Linked DNA regions of Sus scrofa: region 2 is linked to region 1. A link is a contact called in public Hi-C data. All regions are on one chromosome and are shown on one strand. The core of a region is the stretch at or near the end of the contact, and the rest is flanking DNA. Distances in the headings are between cores, read along the strand shown. Region 1 overlaps LOC106506482 (a long non-coding RNA gene). Region 2 overlaps ITGA1 (integrin alpha-1).

What was found. A called contact is a pair of places that touch in the nucleus more often than the background predicts.
Region 2: a Hi-C map of omental adipose tissue shows a contact between it and region 1, with 2.4 times the contacts expected there. The contact joins two enhancer-like sites. A contact is called at or near these places in 12 of 47 Hi-C or Micro-C datasets (alveolar macrophages, embryonic fibroblasts, fetal heart ventricle and 7 more) and 1 of 2 datasets of contacts at active chromatin or transcription factors (skeletal muscle).

Annotation. Positions count from the first base shown.
Region 1 is chr16:32,025,700-32,029,327 of Sscrofa11.1, reverse strand. All of the region lies in intron 1 of LOC106506482 (a long non-coding RNA gene), which reads left to right. Among named protein-coding and RNA genes, the nearest start is that of PELO, 100 kb to the left of the region's middle. Within about 2 kb of position 1,602, at least 23 of the 83 cell types and tissues checked have an H3K27ac peak or open chromatin away from gene starts, as enhancers often do. A contact at or near this core is called in omental adipose tissue, where this site is marked.
Region 2 is chr16:32,245,754-32,249,705 of Sscrofa11.1, reverse strand. ITGA1 (integrin alpha-1) reads right to left here. Exons shown (of 31, transcript XM_021076769.1): 11 at 2,261-2,334; 12 at 1,428-1,572. Among named protein-coding and RNA genes, the nearest start is that of ITGA2, 89 kb to the left of the region's middle. Within about 2 kb of position 2,420, at least 10 of the 83 cell types and tissues checked have an H3K27ac peak or open chromatin away from gene starts, as enhancers often do. A contact at or near this core is called in omental adipose tissue, where this site is marked.

The DNA of each region.
Region 1 (3,628 bases), core at 353-2,852:
TCCCTTTGTATTTTATGGAGGGAGACGCTCTCTAGAGCCAAAACACTGCGTACTTATTTAATCTGGTGGAGAAAAACAGTTAAGCCAGGCAGTTGGATCAGTGGCACTAGGAATTCGTAGTTTTGGTTTCCTCAACACCAAAGTCTTTCATTTTGCTTATCTACTATTGGAAACTCCAGAATTCTCTCCAGTCTTCCTAATGTGATTTGACCCGTATTATAGCTCTTAGGACTATGTTTTTTTCTTCCCCCTGATATATGGATATGCCCAATCTCCATGTTTTGTGAAAATGTGTTCTGGAAGCTGCTTTGGAAAGCAGATATTGTTAAGAAATAGTTGTTTTGTTTTCCAGAAAGCCAGTCTGTCCTCTTCTATCCCCAAACTTCTGACTGCATTTACAACTGAGCTTTGAAGAACCAGCTGCTGAAAGTGATAAATCAGCAGCTGAAAATGATGAATGAGAGACTCATTGTAGCTCAAAGTGAAATATAGGTGCTTTTCAACAATGTTAGATTGGTTACTGGACATGGCAGAGTGGTGACTGTTGGTCAAATGTATGAATATGTATATTATAGTAGCAATTATACTTACTTATTTGAATTCTATTTGAAGTCTTCTTCTTACTATAACATTCAGGTATTTTATTTTGAGGAGCACCACTAACAATAAATCAGAGCCAACATTTATGGAGTGTCAATGATGTGCCAAGCTCAGTGCTAGGCTGGGGAGCATTAGCTATGAAACGCTTAGTTGTGATCTCCAAGCACCATTTATGGCCAGTTTTGATCTGCTTTTTAAATTATTGTGCTATCTTTAGATATGACAGGCATTCTGAATTCTAAAACTTGTTTGTAATGTTTCTAGCATGGTTTATGCTTACCCAAATGGAATATTTTTCAGCTTGTTCCTTTCTAAGTGCTACTTACACACCTGTCATTCATGGCTCTTTCCACTCCAATTTTGATTTATTTAATTTGCCCATGTTCCCTGGTACAAGTCCATGTAATGGTCTGTTCATTTGTACATAAACATTTATACAAGATGGAAAAGTTGAAGTAATTTAAATTTAGTCCATTTTTTTTCCCAATATGAATTGTGTGTCACTACACTACTTCAATGAAAGGTTATTCATTGGTTTTACTCTCTGCTTTTTTTATAGCTTCCAGGCATGTTTAATATCTGTGATTAACTGAATTTTTCAGGTTAACATCTGCATTTAATCACAAGTTATTACCCATTTCCTAGACTGGTCAGCGTAGCATTTCAATCACTCCTTCCTTCTTTCTCCACCCGTGTAGTAAAAGATTCAAAGTCATTTATACTTTCTCTCTTTCACAGCCATAGAGCTGCACTTAAATAATATTTAAGAAAGTTATATTTCTTTTGAAGTGGTCACAGGAAGCATATGCTTAGTGTATATAAACAGAGAGAGAGAGAGTTGAGGCACTGAGTTGGAAGGCTTGGTTGATTTACAGAGCTCTTGCATCTACATAGAAATGTTTTTGCCTCAGAGAGAAATGAAAGGCTCTTTTGGGCTTCCATAGCCACAGAGCTCCTGTATAACAGCACTGAGATTCAAAGAGCAAGTCTTCTTTCAGTTTCACATTGCCCTGTTTTTTGGGTGTGCCTCAACAAACTGAAAGTTCTCTGTTTTAGCCTAACTACTCCCTGTCTCACTTCCCCAATTCTTTAATTTTTCAAAGTCATTTGATCATGGAGAATAAAACCTTAAGGATTAGGCATATGTCAGGTGAAGAGGAAAAAGCCTTCATTCCTGTTCCCCTTCCCCTCCAGCTGAACAGGATCATTCAAAATGATTCTTCCATTTTTCTCCAAGTTCTCCATAAACCTGTCATAAATGATTCAGTTTAAGGAAGAAAGATATATTAGAGCAGAGCAACTAAGCATGTGGTAATGTCTGGCTACTATATTTTTGGCAAAACCTGACCTAATCCAGGAATTTGCCTCTCTTCTAAAATTAGTTGTTTTTGTTGGGGGCTGGGGTGAGAAGGGGTAAGACATAAACAACCATGCTGGGATTTTAAATTGATTGGGAACTAGGATGTGAGCAATATTCTGTATTTTTTTAAATATGGATGATTAAAGATTATGAAGGGAATTGGAAAAATTCGTTTAGTCTAAGCAAATCTAGTCTAGTCTAGTCTAAGTTACTCTGACACATTTAATGATGCGCGTGATCACTGTTGTTTCAGGAAGTTTTAGGCCCAGTATATGAAAAAGAGTGTGTAATGACTGCAGTTAAAGTCCCTTACAAATAGTCAAGTAGCAACTTCATTCCCTTTCTCAACTCACTTAGAAACAACAGAAATCATTGTGTGCCTACTATGTGCAAGCCCTTTATTGCCTTGAAGTCAATAAAGTGACATCTTGTTCATCATTTTATCACCAATGTCAAATGCATTGACTAATGATTGGTAGATAACTCAAAGTTCAGAAAAAAGGAATAGCATTTGGGGCCTGTTACAATGAATCTTTAAACTATTTACGTTTTAGGCACCCAATTTATGTCTTCATGTTTAGTGATGCATTTCCTCCTATCAGTTCAATGCTCATCACCTTCAATCCTGAAAGGAAACAAAACAAAACAAAAGAAAGACCTAGGTTAAGTTCTCAGTATTACCAACTGTGTTTTTTTGTTGTTGGTTTTTTTTTTTTTTTTTTTTTAATTCCAGCCTTCTTCTTTCATGACCCACGTCCTTAACCAGTTCAAGAAACTGCTCTCTGCCTTTCAAATTTCAAGTGGCTATGAACAGTATGTGGAAAGAATGTCAACATTTGACAGGGGTAGGGGCCAGTGGTGCCTCTCAGGATCTTGGAGAGCAAGTGGGGATGAATTTTGCATTGAGGTCATCTGGAAGTCTTAGAGCACGGGAAGGGTGGGAAATGAGGGCCTGGGGAAATTTATCCTGGGTTTGGTGAAGGAATAAGAATGGCTTTTTGGTTACATGGATGTGGAACACTAGAGTACTATTCTCTAAGGACAGAATCTAAGCTCTTCCAGTCTCTGTGTCCAGCAGCAGGAGACCTTCTGGAGAAGAAAAGCTCAGGATGGTTCTTTTTAGCTGACCATTTAATCACGTGAAACCAAATGAACCAGGGTCACATGCAGAGTTGACTTCTGTGTCCCTGTGGAAGTACTCTTCATTCATGCAGTCTTCCCAAGTGAGTTGAAATATAGCTTCAGAATCTTCTTCAAATTAGGATTCGAAGCAGTAACTATCAATAAAAGCAGACTTGGATTTTAGAAATAAAACCAATCCCTAGCCTAATAAAGTACAATTTCAGTGACAATGGGAAATACTTTTTGCTCTTGTTTTGATTTGCTCTTGCAGTTCCTCAGTAAAAATTCCCTTAGCCAATCTCTACATGGATATATGCTATCATTGACAGGAAATACAATCATTCCTTCAGCAATGAGTATAAATTGATAATTTCATATCTTTCCAGAGTTGTTCCTATGGATTCCCTTTTCATGTATTCTTTCTGTCATCCCCTTATGCTCATGTGTCCACTAGGGCACCTACTTTAAAAGAACTTATCCCCTAAGTGTTACTTGCATAATCTACATTTATATCTTTCTGTCTCCTGAAGGTCTCATCCAGGCCTG
Region 2 (3,952 bases), core at 1,171-3,670, 220 kb before region 1:
TGTGACATATCACTATTCTTCAATTTCTTAATTTGGAAAATTAGATGTGTATCATCTGCTTTCTAAGATCTTTTAATTCTAAAACTCAAAAAGAATTTTGACACCAACTCTTTTATTGTACATCACAATCCTCCAAATATAAAAGATATGCAGTGTCCACTTTGTTTTCTAACTACTAAAGCACTAATTTTTTCAGGTTTTGTGGGGAGAGAGAGGGGTAGATGGTGATTATTTTCAGATCTGTATCCTTCAGATAATTTTTTATTGGCAATACTGGTTTGCCATTCTCTTTTGTAGTGTGTGATGCTTAGAACAATGCTTAGAATGCCTAGCTGCTGTCTGACTAGGGGAGAATGAAATAGGAGTTTTATGAGAAATAGACTAGGCTTCCATTAACGCAGCTCAACATGCCTTAAGGGAAAGCACTCACATAATACCTGCTGCTTATCACTATATTTTTAATTATCAAAACTCCTCAGTTTCCTTATTCTTCTTATCTCCTGTTCCCTTACAGCTTTAGTATGTACCCTTGAATAGGAGATCTATATATGTACCAGTAAAGATCTGCCACCTTCCTTGGAAAACAGGAAGAAACTGGGATAGAGAGAGAAAAAGACTTGCCTCTAGGACAGAAAGATCCCAGAGAGGGCTGCTAAGATGCTAAAATATGAACACAACATGGTATTTGTTTTCTTTACCACCACGTCCCCAGCACCTGGGGCAAGAGAAATGTTCCCCAAATATTTGTTGAGTGGAAACCATATCCTGAAGGTCCTTTCCATCTGAGTCCTTCCCAACTGTTTACCAAGATCAGCCAGTGATAGAAGAGTCCCCTGGTATCCCCCAGCCTGGCACAGATCCAGAATAAAGTGACACCAAACACATCTCCTCTGTCTAAGCAAGTCTTTGGAAAATTGTTACATCAGTGGGTTCAATTTATATCTGATTGTGAACAGAGGTATTAGAGAAGTCATATGAGAAAATAGATTAAAATTTTTCTTTGCAAAATTAGGACTCATAGAGAGAAACTAATGATAGAGGATATTTAAGAGAATTTGGGAGTCTGATCTTCAGGATACAGGCTGAGCCAAGGGTTCTTTTTCTACCTTTATTTCCTGTTCACTGGGTCTGAAGCACTTCCTGAAATTGAGAATACCAGACAGAAAGGGACCTCAAAAAGTGTGCAGATCAGCCCAAATTAATCCCAGTGCTAGATAGTCCTTCTGAGAAAGGCTCCCGCATGTTCTGGTATTCTGAGTAAGACTGCTTATCCAAGGCCTGGAAACTTCCATGGGTCCTGTAAAACATCTAACTTTTAGAAGTGATCTCTCTCAAACCATTTTAGGTACACCTATGTAAATATAAGCAAATAATTCAAAAAAGAAAAAACCCAAAGCAACTTTCTATTATTTACATCCAAACTTTACCTAAATAAGAAGCAAGAGGTTCATTCTTTTTGGTAGACTCGACATTAAAGGTCTTGTTTGGGGGAATTTTGATTTGATTAGCCTTCTGCATGACGACTGTTCCATTCCAATCATAGGCTCCTACTGCTCCGAGCATGACCCAGTCCTTAGAGCCAAATAGAGAAACAATGATATTTAACAAAAAAATGGTTAAGAGCAAACACTTACGTGTTTTAACAATGTGACAGGTACTGTTCAAAGTGCTTTACATCTAATAACTCATAAAATCATCACAATAACACTTTGGGCTGGATGCCACTATCACCACTCTCATTTTACAGAAGAGGAAACCAGGGCCAGGTGACTGAATTGCCCTAGTTTATACAGCACAAATGCACAATGAGCTGTCAATATTCCTGTGCAGGGACCACAGTACATTTTCTTCCATCAACTACAAAGGATATATTCTCTAATCTGTTTTCTGTTTTATTGCTGCCAGGAATCCTGGGCCTCGAACACAGGATTCTAGCAAGACCCTTGAATATCTCGATACTGGGAAAAAGATACATTTCTCTGGCAAATGTGATAAATTATGTATTTTATTTAGCTAGATGTATAATCACACAAGCAGACCTCAAACTGTCTGATTCACAATTATTAGTACAATGCAGTGAGCTGTATGAAATAACATGTTTTCCTAATAAGAAGCCTGTGAAATGCTGTTTCCTATTTGGGTCTGAATAAGTGTTCATGCCATGAACTGCAAGTTGCACCTGTAATGCTGATGTCTGGGTGCTGGTTTGGGGAAAAGAAACCTTCAAAAAAAGATGCTTTCTACCCGGTGGCCAACGTACCTGTGAATAATGAGCGCTGAAGCCCATCTGAGACATTTCCATCTCAAAAGAAGCTGCCGACTGGTCAGCTGTAGCTGTAACATAGGAGAGGGATTGCCTTTAGTACACTGCTGATTTGCAGAAGTCGGAGACCTAGTACAGTCTGTGGTCTCGCCAACCAGAACTCGTAGCATCTTTGGGGTATTTTTCAGCCACGCATTTCTCCCCTCTACCCCAGATTCCTAGGTAGGGCTGGGTTGAGGACAGAGAAGGCTATCCTGAGAGCTGTGTCTCCTATTTGTGTCTGTTAGCTTCCCCGCCCTTGCTGGAGGAGCTGAGAGATCCCTATTCCTGCTTCTGTTCTTACGCCCTCGTGTGCTTTCCAGTCCTATGGTGCTTTAGATCCACCCCCACTGAAAGCTCTGGGCCTCACCCTCAGGCCCTGGGAATCCTCCTGAGACTTTAGGCTAAACTTACCTGATATGTCACAGGGCTAATGACATTTGATTCATGTATTTAAAGAGGTTTCTTGTGTCTACCAGCCTCATCTGTATTTCCTGCTGTCTATCATCTCAAAATCCCATTGTTTGATAAAGGGTTTAGGGATCCCGGGTTTGTATTTGCTCTGATTTCTGGCTGTGGGTGTCACACACAGATTGGGAGTGGACTTCCCGACAGGGCTCCAGGCTTTCATGCCATTCAACCACATTTTTTTTTTTTTTTTGGAAGCTCCTGTATTCAATTTAAAGCTCTTACTGAAACACAGAGATAATCCAGAACATTCTGTGAGGGTGTGCTACTCTCAAAATATTCGCCAACTCCAAGCCACAGCCTCCTAAGGGGATTAAGAGAATGTTGATTTATTTGCTTTCATAAGGGAGTTACTGATTTATTTGGCCTTGCCGACAAGTTAAAAATAGTGCATAATTTTTAAAAAGTCAATCTACTGTTTCACTGAGGCATGAGAAGAATCAAATTTGTGAAATCAAACTTATTCACTAGTTATTTACCTGCATCAATTTGTTAAAAAATACAACAGGACTAGATTAAATGCAGAAGTTAATCAAGAATTCAACTATATCATTTTAATTTCACATACAAATTGTCCTCTAATTTAAATGGATGAGATGCAGTTTATTTTGAACATTTATTTTAGGCCCATGATGGTTTAAGGTGCTTTTTTATTTATTTCTGCAAGATCAGTGATAAGAATGCAATAGTAGAGACATATCTATTTCTAGCACCTTCCTCTGCTGCCGTTCTGTTTACAACTGAGAACAGAGAGAGGGAAGCTCTGTGTAGTCCTGCCTGCTGACTCTGCACTGTGGTAAAGCAGTTGTATATCTTGTTGCTGGCTCCTCCCTCGATTTGTTTGTGGGTGTTGCCGTAACTGCTGTGGCCTCTGATTAGGAATTTCAGCATTTCTCCCAGTGCTTGATGGGAAAGGGAGACATTGGATCATTTTCTGATTTTATTGGGCAAATAGCTGGTCGCCTCGCCTCACTAGGTGGCACTGTCCTTCAGCAAACACAATTTTCACAATTGCTGCTATTTACCACCTCAAGAGAAAGGGGGATTGGAAATGGAGATTCCCCAAGTATCAAGGAAGGCAAGCCCTTTTGGAACTCATTATGAAAAAAGTCAGAAATAGGCTAATAAAAATACTGCTCTTGGTTAGCCCTGAAAGAGCAGAAATGAAGATCTGGGAGATAG